Linked DNA regions of Cricetulus griseus: region 1 is linked to region 2. Evidence: chromatin contacts called from public Hi-C data. All regions are on one chromosome and are shown on one strand. The core of a region is the stretch at or near the end of the contact, and the rest is flanking DNA. Distances in the headings are between cores, read along the strand shown.

Region 1 (4,007 bases), core at 515-3,014, 150 kb after region 2:
CTTCCAGAGGTCATGAGTTCATTTTCCAGCAATCACATGGTGGCTCACAAGCTCTAAAAATAAGATCTGGCGCCCTCTTCTGGCATGCAGGCAAACATGCAAGTAGAACACTGTATCTGTAACAAAAATCTTTAAAAAAGAGAAAGAAAGCAGGTTGGGGGGCAGTAATCAGCTCCTGCCTCCAGGTTCCTGCCCTGGAGTTTCATCACAGCAATGAGGGGAGCTTGCAGGCTCCAGTCTTACCTTTGGTCCTGTGTTCCTGCATGTCTTTAATGCTAAGCTTAGCACTTATGTGGAACATCTTTCTCATCCTCTTGACAACCTCAGTCACTATTATCACATTCCTGTGAACGATGAGAAGATGAGCTCTCAGAGAAGTTAAGCTACCTACCCAAGGTCACACAGTAAATGGCCAGGATAAGATATTTGGTATAAATGCCCTCTACCAATGGCTTTGCCTTATACTCCTGCTGTCTAGGAGTCTCTGGTTCCTCTACAATCTAAACCCTGAGTCATCTGGAAAGGGCCCTAGAAGCAAGCTGAAGAGCCTCACCTGCCCTGCCTCCCAGCTCTCCTGTCCTGCTTTGAATTCATGACAACATTGTTCTTGTTCCCACTCCAGGGCCAATAAGCTGTGGCTTGCCTGGCTGCCTCTGAGTCACTGAACCTGGCAGACAGTGCTAAACTAATTTTCCAGGATCGTTGGGAAGCATTTGGCTTCTGTCTCCCCAGCTAAGAGCCCTGCAGACAGTGGCAGCCGGCTGTCAGGACCCAGGGCTCCCTGCCTGGTCCAGGAGAGCTCAGCCTGCCATGTGATCAGATCCTGATTGATGAAGTGGCCCTGACTTAAAGAAGGCCCTGTGCTGCTGGGTCACGCTTTGGAAAATGGGTACCAAACCACAAGGATGCTGCTAGAACGTGCATGGAAATGGAAGCAGATGGAGAAAACCATTGCTAGTTTTTACAAAGATTCAGGCTAGGACTGTAACTGGATAGTAGAGTAATAGCACATGTATGAGGCTCTGGGCTCCATGAAAAAACAAAGGGCAAAGCCAGGGCTCTCACCACACATGCAAACAACCTAACCTTCCGTTAACACATAAACACATCTCTACCATCAAAGGGAATAAGAGATAGTTTACTCTACAGACAAGAAAGAGAGATTGTGACCTAGGAATGCAGTTTAGGTTACACCAAATTCCATGTCTCTGTACCATGTCTCTGCCTGATGCCTGAAGAGGACTGCAAAGGGCATCAGATCCCCTGGGACTGCAGTTACAGACCATTGTGAGCCATCATGTGGATGCTGAGTGGAACCTGGACCTCTAAAAGGGCAACCAGTGCTCTTAACCACTGAACCACCTCTCCATGTCCAGTGGAAGAAGTCTTATAAAGATTTTCTTTAGGGGACGCTGCAGCATCACGGAGCGCCCTCGGTCTTCTCCCCTCCCACCCTCCTTCCTCAGCTTCCGCTTCCTCCCAGGCCCGCCCTGCGCAGCCAGCAGGGATTGCTGCCCAGAGCTCCTCCGGAGCCTCAGGTGGCAAATTCTTTTTTTTTTTTTTTTAGATTTTATTTATTTATTATGTATACAACATTCTGCTTCCATGTATATCTGCACACCAGAAGAGGGCACCAGATCTCATTACAGATGGCTGTGAGCCACCATGTGAGCACCATGTGGTTGCTGGGAATTGAACTCAGGACCTCTGGAAGAGCAGGCAGTGCTCTTAACCTCTGAGCCATCTCTCCAGCCCCAGGCAAATTCTTACTCTGTGGGAAATAGAAGAGTGTTTGTAAGCAGAAAGTATGCCTCCCAAGTTCAAGCAACACCTAAGTGATGATGATGTCACTGGGTCTGTGAAAAGTGAAAGGAGAAATCTTTTGGAAGATGATTCAGATGAAGAGGAGGACTTTTTTCTACGGGGACTGTCTGGACCAAGATTTGGGCCTAGAAATGATAAAATTAAGCATGTTCAGAATCAGGTGGATGAAGTTATTGATGTAATGCAAGAAAATATTACAAAGGTAATTGAAAGAGGAGAGAGACTAGATGAACTGCAGGACAAATCAGAAAGCTTATCGGATAATGCAACCGCTTTCAGCAACAGATCCAAACAACTCCAAAGGCAAATGTGGTGGCGTGGATGCAAAATAAAAGCCATCATGGCTTTGGCTGCAGCTATCCTTTTGCTATTGATTATCACTCAGATCATCCTGCACTTGAAAAAATGAAGTTTACCACCATCAAAACTATCATCATTTAACAACAGTGAAGATCAACAGAAGCATTCAAGTAGCTTTGCTAATGTTAGTTGATGCCCAGTGAAATCAGGTCACTATTCCATGCCTGAAGTGTGCCCTTGTGATTTGTCCAAAACAGAAGTCTTTTTCCCTTGCAGCAGTTTGTGATGAGTGGGTTCTTCCTCCTGGTCATAGCTCAGTAGCACCTGTGACCTTGGATTCCTTTATCCTAACAAAACCCATTGGAAATTGTCCCAAAGTTTTATAAACTGGGAAATACACTGAGTAAAAGAGGGTCCAGTATTGGTGATGGAACATTGTTTAAAATGGAGAAAGAGTAATACATGTCAGGTACAGGGATTCCTGGGACTGTCATTACAGTTCATTCCTGGGCTCCTGGGCTCCTGGGCTCTGTGTTAGAAAGTACTGTTGGCCTTTTAATAGCAGAATCTACACTTCGTGTTCTGGGTAGCATGCCGGTACTCTGTAAATACACACACACACACACACACACACACACACACACACACACACACACACACACACAGGCTGAGGATCAGACGTGGAAAGAGTTTGATATCTCTCCTTGCCACTTCCACGTGTTCTATGTCCTTGTCAGCACTGTAGCCCAAACAGACTTGTATTCACATCTTGTATATACTTTATGGTTAGAAAATATGCAAGAGGTCTTTTTAGTGTTGAACATAAATGTCATTAGTTGTATTGAGTCAGAGCGTTTCTAACTTAAGGACTATACTATCAATCAAATTTTGTGTTTTGCCATAGAAATGTTATTAGAGTCAGTTTTACTTTTCTGTGAGTAGTACTAAGAACATGAGTCAATCTAAACATGTTTTGGGAAGGCAGTTGCCATAGAACAGTATAAAGACAATGGGTCAGAAGGAGCAAAAGAGGGCCATCTTAGTCCATACAAATGCCACCTTCCCTTAGACTGATGGAATCTGAGCCTATTTTGTGTGTCTTGGTTTTGAGACTATGTGGCCCAGGCTGGCCTCAAACTCAGAGAGCCACCAGCCTCTGCCTCCCAAGTGCTGTGATTAAAGGTGTGTGCCACCATGCCCTGCAGGCTTTTTCTTTTTGATCAAAGAAAGAATTCTTGGGCTCAAGTGATCTTTCCAATTTAGCCTCAAAAGTAGCTGAGACTACACGTGGGCACCACCATGTGCACATGGGCCTTCTCTTTAAGCCTGATGTCAGTCTTAATCTGGTATTTATTTTCATATGTCAGGTAGAATAAGGGATGGGAGCACACTTTTATTCTGGCTCATGTTTTATTTTACAAAGCTACTTAGAACAAGTGAGTACGGATGATGAAAAGAAAAACATTGCTAATCCAGTTGGGATAAGTGTAAACTTGTGAAGCAAGGGCTATGTCCTGTTGTGTCTCTCGGCACTGCAGTACCCTGGCAGACCCTAGACAAAGGTGGGGGGAGAGGTTTTGCTCTAGAAGTCACTCCGTGCTGGTGAGAGCTGATTTCCAATGTGTACTGAGAGGTGATTAGGTGATTACCTAGAGATAAACATGTTCTTGTTATAATTGAGTATAGAAAAATTCTGGTTTTACAGTGTTGCATTAGCTTCTTTTCACTTGAAAAGATTATGAAATAAAATCATGTTATTTTAAAACTGTAAATTGTATATGTCTGAGGATTTAGTAAAATATTAGTGATAAGAAAACTCAAGCATTGTTTTTATGTCTTAGTTGTATGTCATTATTTTACATCCTGAAATCCCTGATTTAACC
Region 2 (4,456 bases), core at 1,749-4,248:
CCACACCAAGTAAACTGTTTCCTTTCTACTGTCCTTAGTATTCTCATAGATTTCAAATCTTTTTTTAACCTTTTTTTTTTTTTTTCAGATTTCAAGTCTTAAAAGATTAAGGTACCAGGGACCAAGTGTGGTGATGCATGCCTGTAATCTCAGCCCTAGGAAGGCGAGAGGCAGGAGAATTGAGAGCTCAAGGACAGCGTTGGCTACATAATGAGTTTGAGGCAAACCTGGGGTACACAGTGAGACCTTATCTACAAAATGCCAGAGAAAAGATAGGAAAAGGACTGGTTGTGATGATAATGATGATGGGGAGATGGAGGTGGGGTAGGGAGGAGGGCAAAGGAGAAAGGAGAGGGAAGAAGGGACCAGATGAGGGGGGACAGATATCAATGTGTTAAGCTTTCTCCAAAGTTCATCTCCCCTCCTCCTAGGATCAAGCATTATTGGATTAGCAGCCACAATGGCTAGGGGAAGGACTCAAGTTTAGGCTTCCTGCTGGATCCCAGCTCCTGGAACTCACGTACCCTCTAGACAAATTTCTTTACCTCTATATGCCCCCCTTTTTTTTCATATCTAAGCAGAGGGATAGCAAAGGAGTCTGCTTCAAGTTTAAAATGTTGAATGTGTGCCAAGGGTAGAAGACAGAAGTGAAGATGGCTTAGGTTTAGCAGGGCACAGTAATGCATGCTTGTAACCCCAGACTTGGATGTGGAGACCCAGTCTGGATCTGGAGTCTGAAGCCAGCCTGGGCTACATAGTGAGAATTAATTTCAAAATTATTAATAGTAATGTAAGTTAGATATTATTATTTATAGAAATGACTATCAAACTCTTATAGCCCCCTCTCATCTCTCCAAGGAGTATGCTTCCTCTGTGAAGCCCCTCCCTCACAAGGGAAACACTAAATAAACACATGTACATACTGTAAGGCTGTTAAGCCTGCCAAGTTCGAGGAAGGCAGTCAGTATCTTGGGGAGTGGCCTTACCTCTCTGTACCTCAGTCTCCTCATCTTTAAATAGGGGCTAAACCCAGTACAGGTTTAGCAGAGACTGAAGCAACAAGCGGACACCTTGCTAAGGACCTACCGTGCTCTGGGCTCTGTAGAAGAGACACATGACAGGGCCAAGGCACTGCAGTGTTGTTCTGGAAACATGGACTTTGACCCATTATCCATTCTCAATGTGTTCTTCCCCAAGAGAAACACAAACACTCCCCACAAAGGACTCCAAAGACAAAGCAAAGTGCAAGTTCACCATAATCCAGCTTAGAGGGACAGAGTTTATTTGGCTTTCTTACAGAGCATGGGTGAGGGGTTACTTAGAGGAGTGTGGGTGACCCCCCAAAGCAGCTGCACCACTGGGAAAAAACCTCTCACTTCCTCTTAGCTGTATAGCTGCATATATGAAAGTCATCCCACCAACCTAACTGGCTTCAAATTAACCTTCCACAGTCTATACTCTAGCATCTCAGAAGACAGTGAGGCTGCATGCAATTAGGACAGAATTACATACAAATGGCTGGAGGTTCCGAGGAAGCAGCCAGAATCTAAGGCGAGGGTCCAGCGGCCCTCACCAACACCGCCTCATATGAGGAAAGGCCACCAGTCAACAAGCCCTATCTCCATGTTCTCTTACAAGTAGCACAGCTGCTCTGATGAAGGTGAAGGCTGTTAGGCTCAGAGGATCGAGTTATTCAACACATCGCATGCTGTGCTACAACTGTCGTACTCCCAAATGCTAGATTTTTCCTTGTGTGCATTACATACTTAATTACTTCCATATTCCTTTACTCATTTATCTCCCCTGGAGGCTAGGCTGGGCAGAAATTTGATCCCATTTTTATTGGTGAAAAGATCGGGACGCCAAGAGGTTGAAATGACAACTCGATGAGTTGGTGAGCAGCGACACCAGCTGCCAGTGATGGAAAATAGAAACTCGAGGAGGGCCCCGTTCTACCTCAAATCCCTAGCGGGAGGCTTGCACCAACCTCAGTGGCCTTGCAGCGGAGACCCTGGGCTGGGAGATGTGCTGGCAATCTTCCAGTGCTGGGGTTCAGCCCCGCGGGCTGGCAGGCGAAGCAGACCGGCAGCGACAGGTCCTGGACACTGGGATCCCAGTTGCCCTCGAGCCGTCACGCCCCGGGCGCAGCCGGACGCTGGGTGGCGCTGCGCGGCCGCCCTGCCCCAGACCTGTTGCGTCCTGGGCTCCAGCCGAGATGGTTAGGGTAAAGGGTCCCACACAGAGCCGAGCGAGGATAACAGTTCCCCTGCCTCAGCACTGTCCTGGGGACTGCCAGGTCCACCTTAAATAGGTGGCGCCTGCCATTCAGCTTCTACACACTCCCCAGCCCGGTTCTAGGCGCGTCGTGTGCGGCTGGCATAAAACTTTAGCCAAGCAGCTTGGGGAGAGGGAAGGATGAAGCGGACCTTCCAACTCCAGACCCCACAGTGTGCTGCGCGGTGTCACCTCAGCCTCTCAGGCGCCCCGGAAGCCCTGCTGTCGATCAGGCAGTGGATCGGTACCACTCTAGTGCCTGCCGGCGGCGCTGACCGGGGCACCGCCTCCGCCCACCCCTTCGCGGTCCCCATCCCCTCCCCCGCCTCCCGCGCTTGGGCCCCAGCGTCGCCAGCCCCGCCTGCTCCGGGGTCGCCGCAGTTCCCGCGGCTCGCCCGGGACTTCCTGGCCAGGAGCCCGCTTCATTGCAACCCGGGAGCGCCCCAAGGTGTGGGTGTGGGTGCTGGTCCACCAGAAGCTGAAGCCGGGGACCTCGGGGCATCCCGGTTCTGCGCTCCAGGGAGGCGGCCCCGCAGAGCTGGGCAAGGACGGGGCGGCCGGTGGAGGGGCGGGCACCGCTCATCAGTCACGCCAGTCACGTCTGGGGCCACCCGGCCGCCCACTGGTGTCTTGCCGGCTGGCTGTGCCACCTCGCCGGGCCGGCGAGGGCAAAGGGGCTGTGGCGACGCCATGCCCGGGCCGGAGTGAGTGAGCGCGGGCGAAGATGGCGTACATCCAGGTAGGACTGTGGCTGGGGGCGACCGCCAGGGGATAGTGGGGACCGCGCCCCCTCTGCCGGGAGCGCGCGACGCAGGAGTGCGCACCCGCCGGCTCCCACAAACTTACTGGAGGAAAAAAAAAAACCCACAAAAAACAACAAAACAACGGGTTCCCCAGAGCAGGCACCTGTGCGTGTCCTGGAGCCTGGGCAGGGGACCACAGACCCGATATGGAGGGCCCTGCGTGGGGCCTGCATCCTCGCACTCGTCTCCTTGGAAGGGGAGACCGTAGGGTGACTTTGCACGCCCCCCCGTCCCCCCAGCACCCACCCCAGGGGAGGGGCCGCGGGAGGGCGGCCCGGGGCGCGCCAGCCACCCGGCCCGCCAGCGCCCGTTGCCGTGGTGACGGCTCCGGCTAATTGGCCGGTGGAGCCAGCTGGAGGCAGCTGTTCAGACCTGGAGGGACAAGGACATCGTTCGCCCCGGCACTGGGTGCAGAGGGGTGGGGACATCCAGAGACCAGTGCCCTCTGATGAGGGCTGTGGAGACAGTTACTTCAGTCCATTGAGGTCTGAGAAGTGCAGACACACATACACACACCACACACACACACACACACACACACACACACACACACACACACACACACACACACACACACACAGAGACCACCCCCAAGACTCAGACGGAGAGAATTTCCAAGTACCCCCTATCTCCCCCCCACACACACACCTTTGGAGGGGGCGGATGGGGATGGACTGTTCTGCTTGGCAAAGAAAACCGTTTCTTTTGCAAATTGCAAAGTGGTGACAGGTCATCGCCAAGGTCACGCGGTCAGACCAGTAAATAGATACCAGGAGCTGCGGGGGGTTCTAGGGCTGCCTGCTCTTAGCCAGAGAGGAAGCCAGCAGACTGGATCCCAGGTCCAGGGACTCATCTTCCCTCTCCCAGCCTTAGCTGGGGGCGGAGGGCGGGGGGGGCGGGGGGCGGGGGACGACTGCAGACCCTCTAGGGCTCTCCTGATCTCTTGTCCCCAGCTCCTCCAATGGTCTGTCACCTGGTGGAACTTGACCACCAGGTCCTCCTCTGGCTTTGATCCCCAGGAATGGTTTGCAAATTTTTCATGGATTGCCTAGGTCCTGATTTCAAGTTCAATGAAGGTCACATTTACTGTACATCTACTGTGTCTTGGAAGTTGTTGGAATACTGTTCAATAGTTGCTTAACGACACCAGAATGACAGCAATTATGGAACATCCCTGAGGACATAGGTCACAGTCCCTTCCCCTCTGATGTCCAAGGGAGTGAGCAGAGAACAGTGAAACAAGTTTTTATGGTTCTTCATCGAATTAATACATTTTCTTTTTCTGAGACAGGCTCTCACTATATAGCCAGGTTAGCCTTGTGATTCTCCTGCCGCTGTCTTCTGAGTGCTGGGATTACAGTGGTAGGTCACTCACTGCT

Evidence for each region. Hi-C and Micro-C count contacts between places; a contact is called where the count stands out from the background.
Region 1: a contact with region 2 is called in a Hi-C map of the CHO-K1 cell line, with 5 times the contacts expected there. The contact joins the promoter of LOC100767716 here to the promoter of Syt17 in region 2. A contact is called at or near these places in 3 of 8 Hi-C or Micro-C datasets (the CHK-Q cell line, the CHO-K1 cell line and fibroblasts).

The regions. Positions count from the first base shown.
Region 1 is chr3:82,322,600-82,326,606 of CriGri-PICRH-1.0, forward strand. LOC100767716 (vesicle-associated membrane protein 4-like) reads left to right here and starts at 1,765. Exons shown (of 1, transcript XM_035441316.1): 1 at 1,765-2,233. The coding sequence starts at 1,808. The coding sequence ends at 2,233.
Region 2 is chr3:82,170,357-82,174,812 of CriGri-PICRH-1.0, forward strand. Syt17 (synaptotagmin-17) reads left to right here and starts at 2,999. Exons shown (of 8, transcript XM_027410157.2): 1 at 2,999-3,013. The coding sequence starts at 2,999.